Linked DNA regions of Oryctolagus cuniculus: region 1 is linked to region 2. The links are chromatin contacts, called in public Micro-C maps. All regions are on one chromosome and are shown on one strand. Each heading gives the region's core, a stretch centred on a gene start, on an enhancer-like site or on the middle of the called end of the contact. The rest is flanking DNA. Distances are from core to core; before and after follow the strand shown. Region 1 holds the start of LOC127493550 (E3 ubiquitin-protein ligase Midline-1). Region 2 holds the start of ATP1B1 (ATPase Na+/K+ transporting subunit beta 1).

Evidence for each region. Hi-C and Micro-C count contacts between places; a contact is called where the count stands out from the background.
Region 1: a contact with region 2 is called in a Micro-C map of ear pinna, with 4 times the contacts expected there. The contact joins the promoter of LOC127493550 here to the promoter of ATP1B1 in region 2. A contact is called at or near these places in 3 of 6 Hi-C or Micro-C datasets (ear pinna, embryonic fibroblasts and psoas muscle).

What each region holds. Positions count from the first base shown.
Region 1 is chr7:29,905,948-29,910,227 of mOryCun1.1, reverse strand. LOC127493550 (E3 ubiquitin-protein ligase Midline-1) reads right to left here and starts at 1,769. Exons shown (of 2, transcript XM_070077378.1): 1 at 1,302-1,769; 2 at 1-862. The coding sequence starts at 824.
Region 2 is chr7:29,615,534-29,619,815 of mOryCun1.1, reverse strand. It overlaps ATP1B1 (ATPase Na+/K+ transporting subunit beta 1), which reads left to right and starts at 2,728. Exons shown (of 6, transcript NM_001082073.1): 1 at 2,728-2,839. The coding sequence starts at 2,743.

The sequences.
Region 1 (4,280 bases), core at 520-3,019, 290 kb before region 2:
TTGATCTCGGGGAGCAGGACCTGCGAGGAGGCGGTCGCCATGGAGACCCTCTCGGTGATGCTCTTGGCCGTCTGCAGGAAGCGGGCGTGGTCGGCCTCCTTGAGTGACAGCTCGGCCTGGGCGATGAGGGCGGCCGAGCGCTCCACGCACTGCTTGCAGCTGGCGATCTGCTGGGCCAGCTTACGCAGCCGCACGGCCTTGCCCTCCCGGATCTTGGCGCCGATGGCCTCGCGCCGCTGCTGGACGACGGCCACCAGGAGGTCGCACTCCTCGCCCAGCCGGGCCTCCTGCCGCGCGGCGTGGACCTCCACGAGCTGGCAGGTCTGCATCAGCTTGCCCAGCTGCGCCTCCAGCTCCGAGTTCCGCTTGACCAGGTGGGCGAGGTTGGTCTCCAAGGTTTGCTTCCACTTGTCGTAGCGCTCGCTCAGCGCCGCCACCTGGTGGTCGCGGTGCCGGCCGACGAGCTTGCAGAGCGCGCAGATGAGCTGGTCGTCGGCCGCGCAGTACAGGCTGACCCTCTCGTCCTCGTGCTCCGGGCACTGCAGCCCGCGCAGGTGCGCGTCCGGCATGGGCTCGGCGAGCCGGTGGCCGGTGAACGGCCACTTGTTGGGGTGCGTGGCGCGGAGGCAGGGCGCGCAGTAGGACACGGCGCACGTCACGCACGTCTTGGCGGCCTCGCGGGCCGGGTCCAGCTCGCAGAACTGGCACAGGACACAGCCCGGGGAGGGGGCGGGGCACGCGGCGGCCATGTCCGGGGGGGCGGGGCACGCGGCGGCCACGTCCGGGGGGGCGCACGCGGGGCGGGGCGGCTCCGGCGCGTCCATCGCGGTCAGGCCGGCGGCCGGGGCGGCCCGGCGGCGACCTGCGGGCGGGAGAGGGGGGCCGGGCGGCCCTGAGAGCCCAGGCTGGCCCCCAGAGCCCAGGCTAGCCCCGAGAGCCCCCCTTAGAGCCCAGGCTAGCCTGAGAGCCAAGGATAGCCCACAGAGCTCTGGATGGCCCTTAGAGCCGCCTTAGAGCCCAGGCTACCCACAGAGCCCAGGATGGCTCCTAGAGCCCAGGCTAGCCTTTAGAGCCCCCCTTAGAGCCCAGGATAGCCCACAGAGCCCAGGCTAGCCCTCAGAGCCCAGGCTAGCCCACAAAGCTCCCTTAGAGCCCAGGCTAGCCCTCAGAGCCCAGGCTAGCCCACAGAGCCCAGGCTATCCCCGAGAGCCCAGGATGGCCCTTAGAGCCCAGGCTGGCCCCTAGAGCCCAGGCCGGCCCTGAGAGCCCCCTGAGAGCCCAGCCCGAACACCCACCCCCACCTCTTCCGCCGACGGCCACACAATGCCAGGAAGGCCCAGCCTCCCTCGGCCGCCGCCCGGAATCCAGGTCAGTGCTCAGCAGAGGGCCCCGCGTTGCCAGGGCGACACTGGCTGTCCATCAAACCGCGCGTTGCCATGGCGACGCTGGCTGTCCATCAACCGCGCGCACGTACAAAGGGAGGGGCATCCAAGCCGCTGGAATGTGTGTGCGGATTCCACAAAGAACTCGCGCCCCGGAGGCCCCTGGGAAAAAAAATCCCAACTCCAAAAAAAAAAAAAAAGTTCGCAAAGTCCGAAACGGGAAAAGCTCGGCACTCCCGCCCCTTCCCCCGCCCAGGCCGGCCGGCGCCGGTTCTGCCCGGTCCCCGACAACCCCAGGACCCCAGGGCTCCGGCCCTCACCTGCCGCCCGCGCCGCCGGCCGACGCCGCCTCCGTCCCCCGCCCGGGCCCGGGAGGAAGTGGTCGCCCGGGCTCGGGTTTCAAATCCGTTCTCGGCGGCCCGGGGCCCAAGGGCCAATCAGGAGCCAGAGGGGCGGGACCTAATGTTAGAGGTTTTTTTTTTTTTTTTTTTTTTTTTTTTTTGACAGGCAGCGTGGACAGTGAGAGACAGAGAGAAAGGTCTTCCTTTTCCGTTGGTTCATCCTCCAATGGCCGCTGCTGCCGGCACACCACGCTGATCCAATGGCAGGAGCCAGGTGCTTCTCCTGGTCTCCCGTGTGGGTGCAGGGCCCAAGGAACTGGGCCATCCTCCACTGCACTCCTGGGCCACAGCAGAGAGCTGGCCTGGAAGAGCAGCATCCGAGACTAGAACCCGGGGTGCCAGCATGCAGGCAGAGGCCTACTGAGCTGAGGTGCCGGCCAGAGTTTTAAGAAGTGTTTATGCAATGTCTTTTCTATAAATTTGGGCATAATCAAGTAGAAATTTAAATTTAATTATCTATTTCAGAAACATTTAATTTATTTCATTTTTAAGAGAAAGTGTAAGTCAGAATCCTTGTTTGCCTGGTGGCATGCTGTTGATGGTTCTAATAAGTGCTTAGCTGGGGGACAGAACAAGACAACTCTGCTCTTGGCAGGCATTAGGATGTGAATCATCAACTCAGGAGCAGAACGTTCTAAGCTAACCCCAACCACTCCACTAGCATTTAGCATTCACTGATGCCATCCTCACTATCAAGATGATGGTAATCAAGAGGTTACATTAACCCAGGGCAACATTGGAAAGTATTTGGCATGTTTTAATTAGGTTTATTGACAAGAGATAATAAAATTTCCACCTCTTCCATTAGCACATGTTCTCAGAAAATAACTGGAGAAAGGCTGTCATTAAAGGAAAGCAATTTCTTATAGTTGCTAAAAGTCTTTTCTAGGCTTCACATATTCCTAGGAATCTTAAGAAGGCAGAAGGGATAATAGTCTAGGACTGGCAAGGGTTCTATATATCAAATTGACTTTCAAGAAACACAGGAGAATGGTGGATATACTCTGTACAAAATATGTGAATGTTGTCATAGCAGTGAGTTTGGGGTCATGAATAGGCAGAGAGAAATAAAGGCATGTAGGAACAATAAAAAAGGAAAAGAAGGGTAGACGAAAGGATTATCAAGAAGGAAGAGAGAAATACTGCCACAAGACTAAAGAAGAAAAACTAAAAGTTAGATACAGGATAAGCCCTAAACTATTATGTAGCCAGGTCCCCAAGCTCTCTTGTGTTTTATATATATATATATATATATATATATATATATATAGAGAGAGAGAGAGAGAGAGAGAGAGAGAGAGTTACAGACAGAGAGACAGAAAGAGAGAAAGGTCTTCCTTCCATTGGCCACTACGTTCAGCGCTGCGCCGATCTGAAGCCAGAAGCCAGGTGCTTCTTCCTGGTCTCCCATGCGGGTGCAGGGCCCAAGCACTTGGGCCATCCTCCACTGCCCTCCTGGGCCACAGCAGAGAACTGGACTGGAAGAAGAGCAACCTGGACTAGAACCCGGCGCCCATATGGGATGCTGGCGCCACAGGTGGAGGATTAACCAACTGAGCCAAGGCGCCGGTCTCTCCTGTGTTAAATTTTCAACCCACCAAGTTTTCCTGGCTGCAGGCAACTAGACCAAGTTACACCAATTTGACCTCATATCACAGTCTCTTCACTCATGGCCAAAAAATTCCTTACATAGTCTTCCAAAGACCTTTCTTCTACTTGGCTTGGGACCACAGGACTCATATGTCCAGGCCAGTGGCCTCCAACTTCATTTGTTCTTTGATAAATAAGTGGTCTGACCTTCCTTCTGGTCTCACTCTAGGAGGGAAGAGGAAGGATACAGAAGCTCTCTTCCTTCTAGACTGACCTAATATGCCTAACAGACACCTCTGCTTTACCTGAGGTTGGGCTGTGTATGGGGTGAGAGGGATGTGAGTGTGGGTGTGGCACAGTGTGAGGATGTGTGTGTTTGCATGTGCTTGTGTATATTTCTCTAACTTCTGAGAGGTCTACTGTAGAGCAGTCTTTGATTTTTTTTTTTTTTTTTTTTTTTGGACAGGCAGAGTGGACAGTGAGAGAAAGAGAGACAGAGAGAAAGGTCTTCCTTTGCCATTGGTTCACCCCCCAATGGCTGCTGCGGCTGTGTGCTGCGGCTGGTGCACCACGCTGATCCGAAGCCAGGAGCCAGGTGCTTCTCCTGGTCTCCCATTCGAGTTCAGGGCCCAAGAACTTGGGCCATCCTCCACTGCACTCCCGGGCCACAGAAGAGAGTTGGATTGGAAAAGGAGCAACCGGGACAGAATCCGGTACCCCGACCGGGACTAGAATCCAGTGTGCTAGTGCCGCAGGTAGAGGATTAGCCTATTAAGCCTTGGAGCCGGCTGTAGAGCACTCTTTGGTTATAAGTTCATACATAAGATCAAGACTCAAAGATCCAATGGGGAGCTCTCTCTGCAAGGGCAGATCTTGTCCGCTGAGAGAAAGAGAGAGAGAGGGAGGG
Region 2 (4,282 bases), core at 1,479-3,978:
ACTTAATAGCTCTTGCTGTACACCAGGCACTGTGCTTAGCACTTTCCCACATATCCCATTTAATCCTTGCTACAATGTATCACTCCCAATTTTACAACCAAGGGAACAGCCATGGAGAGAACAAGTGACTGGCCCAAGGTCAGGCAGCTTGCATCCACTGAAGCCAGGAAAGTGAATGCGGTGAGGTGGTTAGATAAGTGAGACAGTTCCAGATGGTCTCGGGTGGCTGGGCAGGTGGAGGTAGGTGAACCCATAAGAGACACCTGATTTCCAAAGGGCTGGGATCATCTTCTCTAGCAGAAATACCAGGTTTGGGCAGAAGCCAATGTTTCTAGGAAGCCTGGAGGTGATGGATTTAGAATGAGATGCTGCATTGGCTATGCAGGCAGGACCTTTGGGTCTGTCAGAACCAGGAGGAGTTTACATGCAGTGGAGGGAAAATGAGTGAAGCTGGGGAACTAGCATTTGAGAGGGGAGACAGACTCCCTGGGGGAAGACAATTGGCTGAGGACAAGAGGACTTGACTTTTGCTAGTCCCCCCCGGAGAGCTAAGGAAGGGCATTTCTTTTTTTTTTTAATATGAAAAAAGGGCATTCTAATTAAAAATTTGTTAGTGTAAGCCTGTCTCCACATACTCTGCTCTATCACGAGAGAGGAAGATGGGAAGAACGGGGTGTTGTGGACACAAGGAAGGGCACCCCAACCTCCCTGATTGGCCTCGGCCCTCCCCATGTTACCTTCCCTCCCCCAGCCCCTGCCCCAATTTTTGTGCCGATTCTATCCACAGCCTTTCCTCCCTCTTGCTGTAGTGGACAACCGACAAACACAGGCCCTTCCCAGGGCTGGGTCCGATGGAAACTCTTCCCTAAGGTGACTTCTCCTTGCAGGTGCAGCCTCTTTCCGCAGTTCTACCAATTGGGGCTTTTCCAACATAAACACTGCAGGGGCACAGCAGGCTGGCTGCCTTTCTCAACAGGCTGTTCTCAAGCTTGCCCTTGACAGAATCCCACAGGAGCCCCTCTGGGGCTGGGTGAATAGGTGGCTGCCCACCCCACCCCCATTTCAGGAACATTCGGGTTTGTCTGGTGGGCTTTGAGAGGACTTGTGGGAAAGAGTTCATTCTATTTCAGTTCAAGCCTGTCCCAAGGCCTGCCAGGCTGACCTTGGGGACAGTAAGGTGACCTGGACATGCACCACTGTATTGGGTAGTTCCTTGCTATGGGGCTGGGAAGTGCCTCTTTCCACCACGGGCCACCTGGTCCCTGGGGACGGGGCTTCTCTGCAGTGACTGCAGGAGGATCCCAGCGTTTTCTGCTGTGTCATGGCCCTGAGAGGGAGGTGTGAAGCTGCTCCGGGCTAAGGGGAGGCGCTGGTTGGAAAAAGCATGAGGAGGCATACAGTACTGATTGCCCTGCACCTTCTTCCCGTAGGAGCTGGGTGATCCCAAATGCTCTTTGGCTGCAGGAATTGTACAGAACAGAGCGGTCGGTGCCCCAAGGAGAATAAGAGCATGCCAGTGAGCACACCAGTCTCCGGACTGGCACCGAGGGCGCTGGGTCACGTGCAGACACTGTCGCCTGGGTCTGGACTGGCTTGAACCGCATCCGGTTTCCATAGGACGACTCACCCGGGGTACCCCTCCCGAGTCCTGGCTCCAGGCTACCTCGCTGGATGGGTTTGGCAACCGTCCTGCTCAAGGTGGCTCAGGCCGCCCACAAGGAGCACAGCCCGACTCTCGGGAACCCGGGCTGCCGGCTGGGCGGGCCCGGGCGCAGGGCCGGGCCGGAACTGCAACCGCAGTGGCCTGGACAGCGAGGGGGCGGCAGGTGCAGGAGCAGAGAGGCAGGGCGGAGCTGGGCAGAGTCCCCGACCCACGAGCGTCCCAGAGTGACCTTGCCCCCGCCCCGCCGGGGCCTTCGAGAGGTGGACCTGCAGCGCGGCTGACGGGACCAGCTCAGGGCCGCCGGGCCGGGGTCCCCGGCGTCCGCGGGGCTCCGAACGACTCCAGGGCAGACCACCCCACCTTCGCGGGGCGGGGCGGGTCTGCGCCCCGCAGGGACGAGGAGGAGGGTATCCACGCCGCCCCCTCCGCCCTCAGTCCTCCGCCCTCCGCCCTCCTCCGCGCGCCGGCTCCCCAGCCAGGCCCGCGCGCCCGGGCGGCTCCTTTGTGCCGACCCCGCGCCCGCCCTCCCGGGTCCCGGGCCCCGCCCCCGCGCGGCGATTGGCCGGGTGGGAGGCCGGTGGGCGGGGCCCAGGCGGCCGGGGCGCGGTATATAGTAAAGGTAGGGCCCGCGCCCCCGGCCAGGTTCTCCGCTCTTGGCGGGCGCGCTGCTGCAGGGCCCGCGGTCCGCCTGTGCGTCCTTTTTCCCCTGCTGCTTGCCTGTCTCTGCAGAGGTCACAGCGGGCGGGGGCCCCGTGGCGGCGGGAGCGGCTGCTGCGGGTGCGTGGAGCTCCCCCCAAAGCGAGAGGAGTGAGCGGAGGACCAAAGGGAGCGGGGAGCGGCCGCGCGCCCACCAATAGGTGCGGGGCTCGCAGCCGCCCGGCCCGCGCGTCCCTCCCCCTCCTCCGCCCCCGCGCGTCGCCGCCCCCGCCCCCCGCCGCTGCCTGGGCTCCGCGGTCGCGCGTCTCGCACTCGGAGAGCCGCAGCGGCAGCGGCGCGTCCAGCCTGCGAGAGCCGGGCCCGCACGCCGACAGGAGCACGCGAGGCGCACGCCGCAGTCCGGCAGCCGCTGACCCGCCACCATGGCCCGCGGGAAAGCCAAGGAGGAAGGCAGCTGGAAGAAATTCATCTGGAACTCGGAGAAGAAGGAGTTTTTGGGCAGGACCGGCGGCAGCTGGTGTAAGTACCGAGTGTGCGGCTCTCGCCCCCCGCGCGCCCTGCCGGTGCCGGCGGCGCATCGCTAGCGCAGGCCCTGCGGACGGGCAGGGGACGCTGCGCGGGTCGCACTGGCCCGGGCTCGTCGCCAGGCGCGGGGTGGCTGCGGGAGCTCGCCTGATCAAGGGCTGTGTGTGTTGTGCCCGTCTGGTCTCTTGGTAATGTGTAGCCCGCCCCACCGTGAGCGCCGTTCGAGCCTTTGGCTCTGGGGAACGACCAGGTGCCGGGAGACTGGCTGTGGTCGCCCTGTGGCCGTGTCCCAGGTCCATCAAAAAAAAGGGGGGGGGGATTTGGGGCTGCGAGAGAACCTCATGGGAGGTCCATGAATGTACTGCAGGCGGGGTTCTGTGGCATAGCATCTTGCACCTAGTCTTGATAGGCGCCCAGGAAGAGAGAGACGAGAGGGAAGGAGTAGAAGACTCCGACCTCACTGCAGTATTTCATAGCGATGGCCAGAGCTTCCCCCAGTAGCCTGGCCAGAGCCGCCCCAGCCCAGCTCCATGTCGGGGCTCCGTTTCAGAGTGCTGGCCCGGAACATGGCAAAGTCTGGTGGTTTTCCTGGTCCACATAGACAGATGCGGATCAGTAGCTTGGGTTGATTACAGTAAAGCATCCATTAGTCTAGGAAATAAATGGCCCAGTCGGAGAGGCAGCTCATCTCCTAAGATTTTGTGCAGCCTGTTGCTTGGTTGCATGGACTTGGTTGTCCCCCCTGCCCTAAATTAGATCTCTTACCTGCTCTCTGCCTCCTTACCCCAGAAGGGTGACTTTTTTTTTTTTTTCTGAAAAGGTCATTTTGAAGGGCAGAGTTGTAGGCAAATCTATGAGTCTGAGTCGTGACTGCGGAAGGGAGGGAGGGAACTCCCCCCTGCGGCATCACTGCCCCCTCCCCCTTCTCCAGTGTCATCATCATCATCATCATCACCGGCAGCAGCCCCTCTGCTGCAGTCACTGGGGGAGCCCTGAGGAGGGGCTGATGCAGGTTGGGAGGATCTGTGTGAACAGGCTGGAGAATGAGTCAGGGAAATCGTGCTCGGCTGACATTTTGAAATGGAAGAAGCTATAATATATGGTTTTTTTTTTTTTTTTTTTTTTTTTTTTTTTGGGTAAAGGAAAACGAAGTGCAGCCTGTAGCCAGTCACTCTTGGTTGAAAAGTAAAGGGTTAATAATGCATCACACTTCAAGGTTAGTCAAGGTGAAGCCTCATTCCAGGGTACTGTTGGGAAGCCTAGGTCCTGAGCCATGGAAAATGTAGTTCTTCATAGCTGTGGCTTTAAGCTGTTTTATATTTCATTTTGCTTTGCGGAGACTGGTTCTTCCATGAGATTGTCGTCATGGCTCAGGCAAAAAGGTAGCTCCCTGTGTTTTCCTGATGTGGAAGGGAAAACCTGAGGAAATGTAGAGCC